2 separate regions of the Ovis aries genome follow, and region 2 is linked to region 1. Evidence: chromatin contacts called from public Hi-C data. All regions are on one chromosome and are shown on one strand. The core of a region is the stretch at or near the end of the contact, and the rest is flanking DNA. Distances in the headings are between cores, read along the strand shown.

What was found. Hi-C and Micro-C count contacts between places; a contact is called where the count stands out from the background.
Region 2: a contact with region 1 is called in a Hi-C map of liver, with 6 times the contacts expected there. The contact joins two enhancer-like sites. A contact is called at or near these places in 14 of 16 Hi-C or Micro-C datasets (blood, hypothalamus, liver and 6 more).

The regions. Positions count from the first base shown.
Region 1 is chr5:93,600,766-93,607,914 of ARS-UI_Ramb_v3.0, forward strand. No RefSeq gene overlaps it. Among named protein-coding and RNA genes, the nearest start is that of TRNAS-GGA, 32 kb to the left of the region's middle. Within about 2 kb of position 4,111, at least 9 of the 54 cell types and tissues checked have an H3K27ac peak or open chromatin away from gene starts, as enhancers often do. A contact at or near this core is called in liver, where this site is marked.
Region 2 is chr5:93,683,209-93,690,357 of ARS-UI_Ramb_v3.0, forward strand. No RefSeq gene overlaps it. Among named protein-coding and RNA genes, the nearest start is that of CAST, 9.1 kb to the right of the region's middle. Within about 2 kb of position 3,138, at least 8 of the 54 cell types and tissues checked have an H3K27ac peak or open chromatin away from gene starts, as enhancers often do. A contact at or near this core is called in liver, where this site is marked.

The DNA.
Region 1 (7,149 bases), core at 2,861-5,360:
TGACTCAATGAACTTGAATCTGAGTGAACTCCAGGAGTTGGTGATGGAGAGGGAGGCCTGGTGTGCTGCGATTCATGGGGTTGCAAAGAGTCGGACACGACTGGGCAACTGAACTGAACTGAAGTGAACTGATGCTCTGTAAACATGTTCATAAAACAAAATAGGTTTAAGCTGGATCTTTTAAGGAGAAATTAAAAACATTCCTTCCCGGATATAATTATTTCAATCTCACAATCAATTATTTGGAAGGATTTCAACCCTCATTAATGATCACAGCCATATTTTAATATATGTCATTCATTTTATGTACATTTTCTTTCTTTCTACATATGTTTGTATGTGTTAGTCACTCAGTCATGGTTGAATCTTTGCGATCCCAAGGACAGTAGCCGGCCAGGCTCCCATGGGACTCTCTAAGCGAGAATACTGAAGTGGGTTGCCATTCCCTTCTCCAGGGGATCTTCCTGACCCAGGAATCAAACCCTGGTCTCCCTCATTCCAGGCAGATAGTTTACCACCTGAGCCACCGGGGATCCCTTCAAACATAAAAATTCTAGAAAATACTATTTTAGAAGAATCTATCACTGACCTTAAATTGTTAGATTATACAGATCTTACTGAGCTATTCGATGTTGCAGATCTTTTCCCTGTAAGGATACAGTATCCTCACTGGAATGCCATCACCTCTCCCTCTCCAAAAGCAGCCTTGGTGCTGTTATTCAGACATCAAGTTGTGTCCAACTCTTTGTGACCCCATGGGCTACACCATGCGAGGCCTCCCTGTCCCTTTCTATCTCCCAGAGTTTGAAGATATCTCCCAGATATGAACTCTCCAAGTTCACGTCCATTGAATCAGCGATGCCATCCAAACATCTCATCCTCTGTCTCCCTCTTCCCCTTCTGCCTTCAGTCTTTCCCAGCATCAGGATCTCTTCCAATGAGTTGGCTCTTCTCATCAGGTGGCCAAAGTATTGGATCAGCATCAGCATCAGTCCTTCCAATGAACATTCACTGTTGATCTCCTTTAGGATGGACTGGTTGGATCTCTTTGCTCTCCAAGGGACTCTCAAGAGTCTTCTCCAGCACCAGTTCCAAAGCATCAATTCTTCGGTGCTCTGCTTTCTTTATGGTCCAGCTCTCACATCATCAAGAGACTCGTTAGCTCCTCTTCACTGTCCAGAAGGAGCTACCATCCTAAATTTGGTGATGATTATTCATATGCCTATGTTACTTCTTAGTGCATATGTATAGACACAGAAATACTATAATATTATTTTGCAGGTTAGAAATTTTACAAATAGTATTTTCTTCCTATATCTTTGGCAATTGCCTTTTTTCCCCCCTAATGTTATTCTTCTGAGGTATGTGCTGTTATATGCATCTCTAATCCATTTCTTTTAACTGCTGTATAGCAATCAATACTGCAAGAAAATGTATTCATCTATTCTACTATGTTAGTATGCTTCTAGGTTCTTCCCAATATTTTTGTTTTTACAAGAAAAGAGCTTCTATAAAATCCTTGTAAATGCCTCAGTGAGAGCGTGTGCTAAAGTGTTTCCAGAACAGACCCACATGAGTGGGAATGATGGCTTTACAAGGTCTTGCTGTTAACTTTACAGGGTCATGCCAAATTGATTTATAATGCCACCACTGTCATACACCAAATCCCCAAATATGTGCAGAACTCTTTCTGAACTCTATTCTGTTCCACTGATCACTGTGTCCACCAGTGTATCACACCGCACCGCCTTCACTATTTTTATATTAATAGTTTTATAGCAAGTTTTTATATCTGGTAGAGTGACTCTCCCATCTGGTCTCCTCTTTCAAAGCTGTTTAAGCTATTCCCAGCCATTTTATTTTACATAAGCTTTAGAATGAGCTTGTAAAAGTTCAACAGAAGCCCAGTTAAGGTTGTCATTTGAACTGGAACGGGAAGAGGACTGACAGCTTTACAATATTGGGTCTTCCTATCCTTGAACCTGGTTTCCTCTCTCGCGTTGTCTTTTCTTTAATGTCTTTCTAAGAAATTTTGTACTTTCTTTTCTTTTTTAAAATTGAGCATCTTGTATTAGTTTTAATGTAGGCACGGTCTATTTTTCTTATGCTTCACTTTTGTGCTTCCCTGGTGGCTCAACTGGTAAAAAACAAACAAACAAACAAACAAACCTGCCTGCAATGCAGGGGACCTGGGTTCAATCCCTGGGTTGGGAGGATCCCCTGGAGAAAAGGAAAGGCTACCCACTCCAGTATTCTCGCCTGGAGAATTTCGTGGACGAATCCACGGGGTCGCAAAGCGTTGGACACAACTGAGTGATTCTCACTTCACTCACGCTTTAAATTTTCACAATGCTATGAGTTAGATATTTTCTTGTCTATTTTATAACTAAGGAAAGTAAGGTTCAAGAAGATTAGATAACTTGTCACATGTCATTGGCGGCAAGTGACAGGGATGGGATGCAAAGTAAGTGCTGTCTGACTCCCCAGCCCAGGGCTCTCCGTCTCCGGTCCATACTCCATCTTGCGATGAGTTTCTTCAGTGACAGCATTTTCAAATTAAACAACTTTGTGTTTAAAAATGTAAAGTAATAAGAAGATGAGTAAACATCTATCTCTCTGGGGAAAACATCAAGAACAGTACTTCTTAAACTTTAATGTTTATATAAATGACCTGGAGATCCTGTTAACTGTTCCTCTTGATCTAGTAAGTCTGGAGTCTGAGATTCTTCTGTTCCAAGGAACTCTTTTATGTAGGTATAACAGCAATGTTATACCTGTTTTCATAATTACCAGTTTTTGTTAGGTTTGATGCTAGGCTCCTTAACATCTTTTATTATCCCTGCTCGTGTTATCTATGTTTTCTGTTTAAATCCTCATTAATGCTGTGAATTAGACATTTATAACTAAGGAAACTAAGCTTGAAAAGATTAAGTTATTCACCAGTTGTCATAAGTAGTAAGTAAATGGCCAGGTAATGCCCATACTGCTGGTACAAGGAGCTCACTTAGAGAACCACGGCTCTACAGTTTTCCTCTAGAAAGTGACCTTTTAATTAACAACGATTAAAGGGGAGAACTCCACCAGAGGGCAGCAGAGTCCGCTCAGTCGTGTCCGACTCTTGGCGACCCCATGGACTGTAGCCTATCAGGCTCCTCCATCCATGGGATTGTCCAGGCAAGAGTGCTGGAGTGGATTGCCATTTCCTTCTCCAAGGGATCTTCCCAACCCAGGAATCGAACCCTGGTCTCCCGCATTGCAAGCAGACGCTTTACTGTCTGAGCCACCAGGGACGCCCTTTCAAAGGGGAGAACTCCACCAGAGGGCAGCAGAAGCTCATTATATTACCTGGACTGTTGGACTGTAAAGAAAGCTGAGCTCTGAAGAGTTGAGGCTTTTGAACTGTGGTGTTGGAGAAGACTCTTGAGAGTTCCTTGGACTGCAAGGAGATCCAGCCAGTCCATCCTAAGGGAGATCAGTCCTGGGTGTTCATTGGAAGAACTGATGCTGAAGCTGAGACTCCAATACTTTGGCCACCTGATGCCAAGAGCTGACTCATTTGAAAAGACCCTGATGCTGGGGAAGATTGAAGGCAGGAGGAGAAGGGGACGACAGAGGATGAGACGGTTGGATGGCATCACCGACTCAATGGACATGGGTTTGAGTAAACTCCAGGAGTTGGTGATGGACAGGGAGGCCTGGCGTGCTGCAGTTTATGGGGTTGCAAAGCATCGGGCACAGCTGAGCGACTGAACTGACTTACTGAACTGACTCCACTTCCCTGCTGATTGTTCCTGGCGGATGTCTGACTTAGATTACTTCAAGGAGAGAAATCCTGTTCTCTTCTCCCTGCGTTTCTGTGATCCCCTTCCTACCATACGGCTTAACTGTGCATGTCGGATTTTCAGCAGGAGCATCCAGCTTGGCACAGGGTATCATGCCCACAGCTCCTCTCAGAAAGCTTATTTCAAGAGGCTTGTAAATGAGAGTGAAAAATTGTTTCCTACCCTTTACTTTCATCATAGTAAGGTCAATTTAGGCACTTAACCAAAAATGGGAGGCATGATTTGAAATGTTTGGCAGGATATGAGAGGAGGAAATGATTCATTCATTATGGGGCGGGGCAGGGGGCGGGGAGAGAAAACTGTTCAGTCAGATAAACCTGAAGCAGAGTCCAAAGATTCAGGGAGAATTCAAAGAATATGTGGGCAGACCAGTCGCTTCAGGCAGGAGCCCAGACCTGGCTTTGCTGAGGGTCCTCAGACCATCCCTCTTACTCAGTTCTTTTTTTTTTTTTTTTAATTCTTCTGAACCTGACTTCCCTGGTGGCTCAGATGGTAAACCATCTGCCTACAATGCAGGAGACCCAGGTTTGATCCCTGGGTGAGGAAGATCTCTGGAGAAGGAAATGGCAACCCACTCCAGTATTCTTGCCTAGAGAATCCCATGGATGGAGGAGCCTGGTAGGCTACTGTCCATGGGGGTTGCAAAGAGTCGGACATGACTGAGTGACTTCACTTTCACTTTCTGAACCTGAAGAAGATTAATTATGGAAAGGAATTCTCACGTTCCCATCCTGAGCTTGGGAAGGTGAAGACAGAAGGATGCAAGACTCCTGGCTTTGACGCAGAAGCCTAGCCCGGGCCCTGGGGAGGCCCCAGGGTGCCCTGAGAAGGCTCCAGCACTCCTCGTGGTCCTCATTCCGCAGTAACCATCTCTCCCACTGGTGTGTAAGTGCGCATCTCTCCGAGCACTCTGCCCGCATCTCTCAGATGGCTTCATCAGGGGGCACATGAGCTCATGGAGAATGAAGCAGATCGAAAAGGGTTGTAGGAGGCTCTGCTTGGCTGAGACCAGCACTGAAGGAGAATATAACCTCGTCCGCTGCTCAGGAAACCAGGCAGGCCAGGGAGCCTGAGATGGCTGGCTGGGGGATCATGGTGATGAGGCTCTCACTGGCCGTTTTAGTTAAGGACCACCGCTTCAAGCCTTTGCTGGTAAGGAGGGCTCAGGGGACAGGCTTCATGCCAGTGAGGCCCAGAAAGTTGAAGTTCGGAGAGGTCAGGGCCAGTTCTCCAAATCCTGTGGCTGCAGAGTGTAGACTGAGGTAACACAAGACTCCAATGTGTGAGCTCTCAGAGGCTGGGCTACAGCCCCCATTAGTTGTTTTATTGAATTCATTTATTTTGCAAAACACACACACAGAACACCAGAAATAAGAAACCAATCATCTAGAGACAGGTGAGTGGCAACAAGACGTAGAAGATCTTGGACAATCAACTCTGAGCCCCACAGCTTTCCTCTGGGTCTGAGGATTCCGCCTCTATCCCCATGAGGCGTGGTGCCCTGGGCTCTGGAACTTTCAGCCACATTTCCCTGCTGTGGCTTTGCCCACACCTTCCTTATGGCTCTTCGCCTTCTTCCTTTGATATATGTCAAGGCGATAGCCTGAATCATAGGTTAATACCCTGGGATTAGTTGCTACTGTGAATCATTTCAGAGAACAAAGACATCTTTTATAAAAAATAAAAATAAAAATTCTTCTCAGTTAATTCTTGTTATCTTGCCAGTGGTTTTCAACTCTGTTCTGGTCACAGATTCTCCTGAGAATGTGCTACAGACCTCCTACCCTATAAAATACACACACACACACACACACACACACACACACACACACACGGATATACAACTTCAGGAAGGCTCATATACCGTCTGAATTCTATCCTGAAACCTCAAGCTGGAAACCCCTGCCTTAAATGACCATTATTTGGTATATTTAAATTGAGGCACACTCACAAAATGCCGTTGGCACCCTTTAGTAAGGAGTAAGATAGAATAGGAAGGGACAGAATTTGGAGGTTATCTTGAATCATACATTTTACATCTTTCAGTTCAGTTCAGTTCAGTCGCTCAGTCGTGTCCGACTCTTTGCGACCCCATGAATCGCAGCACACCAGGCCTCCCTCTCCATCACCAACTCCCGGAGTTCACTCAGATTCACGTCCATCGAGTCAGTGATGCCATCCAGCCATCTCACCTCTGTCGTCCCCTTCTCCTCCTGCCCCCAATCCCTCCCAGCATCAGAGTCTTTTCCAATGACTCAACTCTTCGCATGAGGTCACCAAAGTACTGGAGCTTCAGCTTTAGCATCATTCCCTCCAAAGAAATCCCAGGGCTGATCTCCTTCAGAATGGACTGGTTGGATCTCCTTGCAGTCCAACGGACCCTCAAGAGTCTTCTCCAACACCACAGTTCAAAAGCATCAATTCTTCAGTACTCAGCTTTCTTCACAGTCCAACTCTCACATCCAAACATGACCACAGGAAAAACCATAGCCTTGACTAGACAGACCTTAGTCGGCAAAGTAATGTCTCTGCTTTTGAATATGCTGTCTAGGTTGGTCATAGCTTTTCTTCCAAGGAGTAAGCATCTTTTAATTTCATGGCTGCAATCACCATCTGCAGTGATTTTGGAGCCCCCAAAACTAAAGTCTGACACTGTTTCCACTGTTACCCCATCTATTTCCCATGAAGTAATGGAACCGGATGCCATGATCTTTGTTTTCTGAATGTTGAGCTTTAAGCCAACGTTTTCTCTTACATCTTTAGGTGAGCATAAATAATAGTGCTTTGAAAGCTCTAGAAGAAGCATTTTCATAGGAATATGTTAAAGGTAATAATTGTTTGAAGTGGTTGTATCACGTGAAAAATGAAGAAGCAGGATTTTAAGGACACCTCATAGTGGGGCAAGGACCTGGGCTTTGCCCCACAGAGTGCATGGACCTGCTCCCTGGAAAGGATAGGGCTCTCCTTTGCTGTTAGCTACTGGGTGTGTGGAGTTGGGGGGTCCTTGCTTGGGTTGGGGGGACAGACCAGAGGAGACTTTAGTTCCATCACATAGTACTGCTAGGGCTACTCCAGAGTCCACCTCTTGAGAGGGGAGCAGACTCCCAAGTCCAAGGTAAAGTTGAGCACCTTAGGAGGCTGGAGCCAGCCCTTGAGGAGCTCTGTCTGGGCTCTGTGCTCCTTGGGGTTTAAAGATGGTATGACAGAGCTTTGCCATCACTCTTCCATCTTGGTTTGCCTGCTGCTCTCCTGAAAGTCTTGCATCTCAGGAAACCCTAGTCTTGGGCAAACCGAAATAGTTGGTCAC
Region 2 (7,149 bases), core at 1,888-4,387, 81 kb after region 1:
TGTTTATAAAGTTATCTATTTAAAAAATTCTACCTAATGCCAACTCCATAGACTTTCTTAAGGCTGTTGTCAGTTTTTGTAACTCACTTCCCTGACTCTTTATTGCCGTCTTCCTTCCTCATGCCCTTTTTTTACTCGAAAGATCTTTAAGCAAGGTTAAATCATTCCATTCCCTTGGCTCTAAAATGTAAGGGAGTGTAAGGACAGCTGCGCCCTGCTGGTGGGTAGGAAGTGGGGCCCCAGGGAAACTGAGCCCCAGCCCAAGTAGAGTGGGAGAAGAATGCATCCTCCCACCCCCCGTCACTGCGGCCACCTCAGATGGAGAGGCCTGAGCTAGACCACCCCGACGCCTTCTGCCTGGAGACCATGAATGGCGCTGAGGGATCAGGAAACGAACTCCATGGTGGCCACCATAACGTGCGTTACTAAGACTGTTGTGGACGGGATGATTCATTCAGTGAGTAAATTTCTGTGTAATAGGTTATGAGCTAATCTTAGGGTTTATCATTGTGACCTATTTAGCAGTGTTTCGCAGGGGACTAACATAGCCTATTTACTGAGCTGAGTTATAGTGTTTCTGTAGTGAAAGCAATTTGTATTTGTCCATAGACTACTTACAACCATGGTGTAAAAGAACATTTGTGAATAAAAGTCACAGCCTTATAATTGCTAGTATTGGGGAATCTGTCTCTCCTTGGAAAGAATCTTTTTCTAGATACTATTTTCCAATAAATCATGTGTTTTCATGTGGAAACACAATATTTGCTTTTCATTTTATGGGATGACTTAACTAATGGAACTGACTTGTCAACAAATATGTCAAAACATTTTAATGAGTGTCCTTATCCTGAAAAATACTACATTTCATCAAGCCTAAGACACCACTGATCTAAAAATGCACTGATTAGAAAATGCTAAGAAAGAAAGATAACTATCAATTAATCTCTGACCAAAGCTTTATATTGATTTTAAGATGCATCAGTATGCAATAGGAAAGAAAATGGTGACTTAAAATCATTAAAACAAAATTCAGTAGTAACTTGAAAACTTATGTATTTACAATGTTCATTGTTCAAATAATTCTGAAACTAATTTCACTTTTGCATTCAGGACACAAAACTGTTTCATATCCCCCTTCAATATTTTTTTCATTAAAATCACGATTTTTCATTTTGATAGCCTTCCCATATTTATCAGATATGAATCTGATTAACTTCCAGTAGTTTCAAACACTTAAAATTGACATTCAGAGGATAAATATTTGTTTTGCTTTTAAGGATAATCAGATAATGTGTTGCAGACCATTCAACATACAGGATTTTTAAAACAGCTTAAGCAATTATTTGAGTATTCCAGCTACCAAGGGGCTTCCCTGGTGGCTCAGTGATTAAAAAAAAAAATCTGTCTGCCATTGTTGGAGATGCATGTTTGATCCCTGGATCAGGAAGATGCCCTAGAGAAGGAAATGGTAACCCACTCCAGTATTCTTGCGTGGGAAATCTCATGACAGAGGAGCCTGGTGAGCTACATTCTATGGGATTGTAAAGAGTCAGACACGACTTAGCAACTGAGCACGCAGGCATACCAGCTACCAAGTTAAACCTTTGAGGGCTTTCAGTGTTCATTTAATGCAAAAGTTTTTGGGTAATTGTGTGCTCACAAATCCCATCAAATATAGCATCTGATCTGTTACTTAAGAAATTGTTGCAAGCTGAAGAATCCCTAGTCTGCTTCCTCTGGAGGGCTGTAACTTTGGGGGAAAGGTAGACAAGCTCCCTTCTCACCCTTTGGGGTGAAGAGGAGAATCACTGGAACTCTGTGACACCTTCACAGCAGTGGACGGCACCATGACTTAGCTGGGGCAGAAGAAAACCTCTCACCCTTGGGTTGACTCCATTATCTCTTGAATCTTTGGGGGACGGGAGTCTAAAACCCAGCTTGCTCCTTCATACCCAACTCATCACTCTTAATAGGTATTTACTGAGCTTTTTGTGAGTTTATATTTTCATGCAGTTCGGAAATGTTTGACTATTATTTCTTCAAGTATTTTGTTTTGTCTCCTCATCTCTGTCTTCTTTGGAGGCTGTGGCTGTGCGTGCATTAGCGGCGTGGGATTGCCCCACAACCCAGCGATGCTCTGTTGTCTGTCCTCTAGGCCTTCACTCTCCGTTTCATTTTGGGTTGTTTCTATTGCCATGTCTCCACGTTCAGTAACCTTTTCTTCTGCAATGTCTCATCAGCTCTTAATCACAGTGTATTTTTCATCTCACTTTTTTTTTTTTTTGGCCACGTGAAATCTTAGTTCTCTGACCAGGAATTGAACCTATGTCCCCTGTAATGGAAGTAGAGGGTCTTAACCACTGAATCACTAGGGAAGTCCCTGGGTGGTTTTATTAAGATACTTGCTATTTTTCTCCTAAACATACTTTTAGAAAGCTATTCATTTTGAAGTAATTATAGACTGCCAGAAAATTGCAAAGATAATACAGCTGGTGCGACATCCCATTCACCCCGTTTCCCCACTGGTTACATGGTCTACAACTAAAATATGATATCAAGACTAGGAAACTTGTATATAGTCTATGCCATTTTATTACCTGTAGATTCACGTAGCCAGCCCTGCAATCAAGATACTAAGCTTCTTGCACATTATAGTTTTCCTGTGTATGGAAAAGCCCAAAGTTGCATTTTTCTGCTTCTAGGTATGCCTTGTAATTTTTTATTAGATGACAAACAGATGTGATTTTTATATTGTGGGAGTGCTTTTTGTTACTGTTGCTTTAAGTTTTCTGGAGCTTGGTTCTGGAACATAGTTAAGTTACTGGAGACACTTTGATCACTTTGACACTTTGGGATTTGCTTTTAACCTTTGTTTGGCTGGACCAGAGCAGCTTTTAGAGGAGGAGCCTTTTTCTTCTTCATTCCCTACCCAGTGGTTCTGACTGCTGGCAACACGTCCTGGTCCTGGCCCGCGGGAAACCCTTTGATTCTGTCTCTGCTCCTTCCTTCTGGGTCTTCTTTCCCCACATTCGGGCTCTCCTCACATGCACATCTCTGGAGCTAACTTTTGCAGCTCTCCTCTCTGGTGCCCTTCCCTTGACCTTTGAACTCCCAACTTCATCTCCTCAGCCCAGACAGACAGACAGCCACCGCATGATCCAACCACTGGAAGCTCCGCGGGCAGTAGACGGTGGCAATCACAGGATGTCCCTGGTTTGTTTCCCTTGCTGGGGGACCCTGTCCTTGCTGACTGGTATCCAGCATCTGGAAACTGCTGTAGCATATGGTGGTCTAGGGTTTTCTTTAGTTATTTAAGGCAGAAACACTCCTTCCTTTTTCATCTCAATTTGCTTACATAAGACTGTCACCAGTGTAAAAGGGAAGCAAACCTGTGTTTGCCAGGAGGCTGTGGCCCAGCTTACAAACCGAAGTTCCTTCTTTTACTGTGAAGGGATTTGAGTTGTGACAGTTTTCTCATTTATATGCCTGGTCACTGACTTGCTTCTTTGTTCATTTAGCAATGAGCTTGAGTGTTCTGCAAGTATTTTACTAATATTGAAATGTGCCACAAAGGCTGTTGAAATCGCCTATCCCATATCCTGTCTTGACACCCTGTAGTACCTCAGAAGGAGCCTTGCCACTCCCAGAAACACTGAGGTCATGTTTATTCCTGCGGATCTTGATGACCCTGGATCACCTGCCCACACACACACTCACACACCGTGTGACCCTGTCAACACCTGGGAGGCCTAAGAGAGCCAGGTCCAGAGGGGCCGTCATCTTTGACGACTGATGCACGAACACCAGGACTTGCTGCTCTGGCTCTGGCAGGCCACACTCATCCGGGAAGCCTTTCAGCATTGACCCAGAAGTGGTCCCAGGTTCCCCAAGGCTGGCAGTTATCGGTCTTGCCAGGTGGCGCTAGTGGTAAAGAACCCGCCTACAATGCTGGAGGCTTAAGAGACATGAGTTCAGTCCCTGGGTCGGGAGGATCCCCTGGAGGAGGGCATGGAACCCACTTCAGTATTCTTGGCCTGGAGAATCCCATGGCCAGAGGGGCCTGGTGGGCTAGTCCATGGGGTCACAGAGAGTCAGACACGACTGAAGTGACTTACCGTGCACAGCAGTTATTGAGTAATCGCAGTATCTCTGAGTGTGGGCTAAGATGCATTGCATATATAATTTAATATCATCTCCAGAGTTCCTGTAAGACCAGTCACAGGACATGTTCTCACCAGTCAGAATCGCTGGGTACAGTACTCACTGTATTGAAAAAAAATTAGTTCTGCTCTGAAGGCTGCTCTTGTTCAACCTAACAAAGCTTAAAAGCAAACCTCAAAAGGATCAAATTGTTTCCAGGTAATAGAATCATGACCAGTCCTAAAAAAAAAAAAAAAATCACTTTCTTTTCAATGAAAAAACAATTATTTTTCTATTATATAAATGGGCTTCCCTGGTGGCTCAGATGATAGAAAATCCGCCTACGATGTGGGAGACCTGAGTTCGATCCCTGGGTTGGGAAGATCCCTTGAAGGAGAGCATGGCAACCCACTCCAGTATTCTTGCCTGGAGAATCTCCATGGACAGAGGAGCCTGGTGGGACATGACTGAGTGACTAAGCACATGTATTATATAAATAACAAAGCTCAAAAAAAATTATCAGCAGCCACTAAGACCCATTATGATTTAAAATTAGATGCACAGGGGTTGCCCTGTGTTGATGAGTCTGTCCCACTGCCACTGGTTCAAGGCCTTGGGCCTCTCTCTCCCCCAGAGCAGGGATTTCTAACCTGTGAGCCACAGACTTCAGGCCACACTTCATCTCATACAGTCCTCTCAGTCTCTCTCTGAGATACAAGTAGGCTTCTTTTCATTGCTCAGGTAAGAAAGTGAGTGTTTCAGTTCAGTTCAGTTCAGTTCGGTCGCTCAGTCATGTCCGACTCTTTGCAACCCCATGAATCGCAGCACACCAGGTCTCCCTGTCCATCACCAACTCCCGGAATTCACTCAGACTCACGTCCATTGAGTCAGTGATGCCATCCGGCCATTAGAAGTGCTCATAAACTTGACCGAGGTCTCACAGCTGGCATTTGGTTGCAGCCAGGATTTTCCTGCCAACATGTATCAAACAGCAGGACCATTATTCTAGAGGATTTCGCACTTTTCTATGTAGAGTCATCAGGTCTCAGGCTGGCATGAGGCCTCACTTAAGGGGCCTTTCCTGAGATTTTAGAAGATAGTGACGCAGCAGCTTTGCCTGCCTCTCGGAATTTCATTGTTACTTTGAAAACTTGAATTCTTACTTTGAGACTTGAGTTCCGATTCATTCAATACCCAACCCATTCAATACTCAACTTTTGTTATGAACCACAACAGACATCCAAGAAAGGCATGCTGTTAATTCCTCTCATGTCCTCCTGCAACAGCGGATAGGACGGATATAATCTATGCGTTCTTTATCCATTCTGTCTGCTCAAGATGAGGTGCCCGTTTTATGGGTCTCCTGGCCAGCAGACTCTGAACTTCTTTTGAGATGGGAGAGGCAGCTTCTAGCAGGAGGTATGGATTCATGGTCCGTGGAAACAGGGCCTATGTCTTCTCAGGAGTCTGCACCTGAGCAGGAAAAAAATCACACAAATTCCCTGTAAATGGACCGGACCTGATGTCCTGGAGTCAGAGTCCAATAGAGGCAGATCTGGTATGGATGGTGACACTTCTGTCAACTGTTTTTAAGACTGAGGCCCTATGACAGGCTGGCCTGCCAGGAAGAGTGACTCAGCCACAGACGAGGGGCAGACCGTTCCTGACCGTTTCCTTTCTATAAAACTTAAGTAAAACAGAGACGTGCTCATAAATGTTAGGAGGAATGCGGTTGAATGGCAAGCGAAAATCTGTTCAGTGGCCTCGAAGAAAAATTAGTTGAACTCAAACTTTGAATTATCCTGGTACTGGTGTTCTCATGTAACAGCTTAATTGTTTAGAGACCAGAGCGTGTCTGTGTGTTAAGACAAAGGCAGAATCCTATGGGAGTGAGCTTGTTCTGAGTTTTCCCTTACTGTGAGTAAATGAATTCCATTCTTTCTGAGGGTAGACCCAGCCCTGTCAGAGCTGTGAATGTGCAGACCTAGCTGGGTGAGATACGTGTCCAAGCCAGAGTGGGATTTCTAAGGACTGATGCTGATGGTGAGGGGGTTAGAGGGAGTGAGGGTGAGGAAGACTGCCCAAGATAAGTTCACGGTGATGTGAAGCCAAGGGACTTTTAGAACTTTTCCCATGGAGACAAGAAAGACTCCCAAGGACTAGATGGTAGGTACCCAGAGAAGGCAGGAAGCCAGCCGAGGCTGGAAGAAACTGGTGATCCCAGCCCACCCGACTGTGGGTCGGTCATGAACCCACATCCCTTCGGACTAAGCATCTTGATTCAGCATCCTGTATCACCGTGTTCCATGTATGCCGGTGCCCACCTTGCTTCAGCGGCAGTGACTTCTTTCTGTTCCTCCAGCTTGCTAAACCCAGCCCAGGACCTTTATCCGTGCCTCCCTTCCCCCATGCCACACTTTATGCCTGATTTATTTATAGTCAGATCTCAGTCAAATATCACTTCTTTGTCTATCCTGTCTGAAGGAACCCTCAGCCAGCTACTCTCTGTTACATGACCCTGTTTTATTATCCTTACAACACTCTTCACTCTCTGAAACCATCTTGGTTTTCATTGACTTATTTAGAGTCTGAGTCCTCTTACTGGAATATAAGCAGAACAGGAGTAAGACCTGATTTTGTTCAATTGGTCATTATATCACCACTGCCTAGAATAGGACCAGGCTTCTAGCCAGGGTTCAGTAAACGTCCAGTGAGTAAAGGATGGTGGTAGTGGGTGGTTTAGTCGCTAAGTTGTATCCAAGGCTTGGGACCCCATGGACTGTAGCCTGCCAGGCTCCTCTGTCCGTGGGATTCTCCAGGCAAGAATAGTGGAGTAGGTTGCCATTTCCTTCCTTCTCCAGAAGGTCTTCCTGACCCAGGAATGGAACTTGGGTCTCCTGCATTGCAGACAGATTCTTTACCGAATGAGCTATAAGGGAAGCCCGGAGTAAAGGGATGCGTGAGTCAAATACAGAGAGAACTATGCCATGTATCAGCCGAAACAATGCG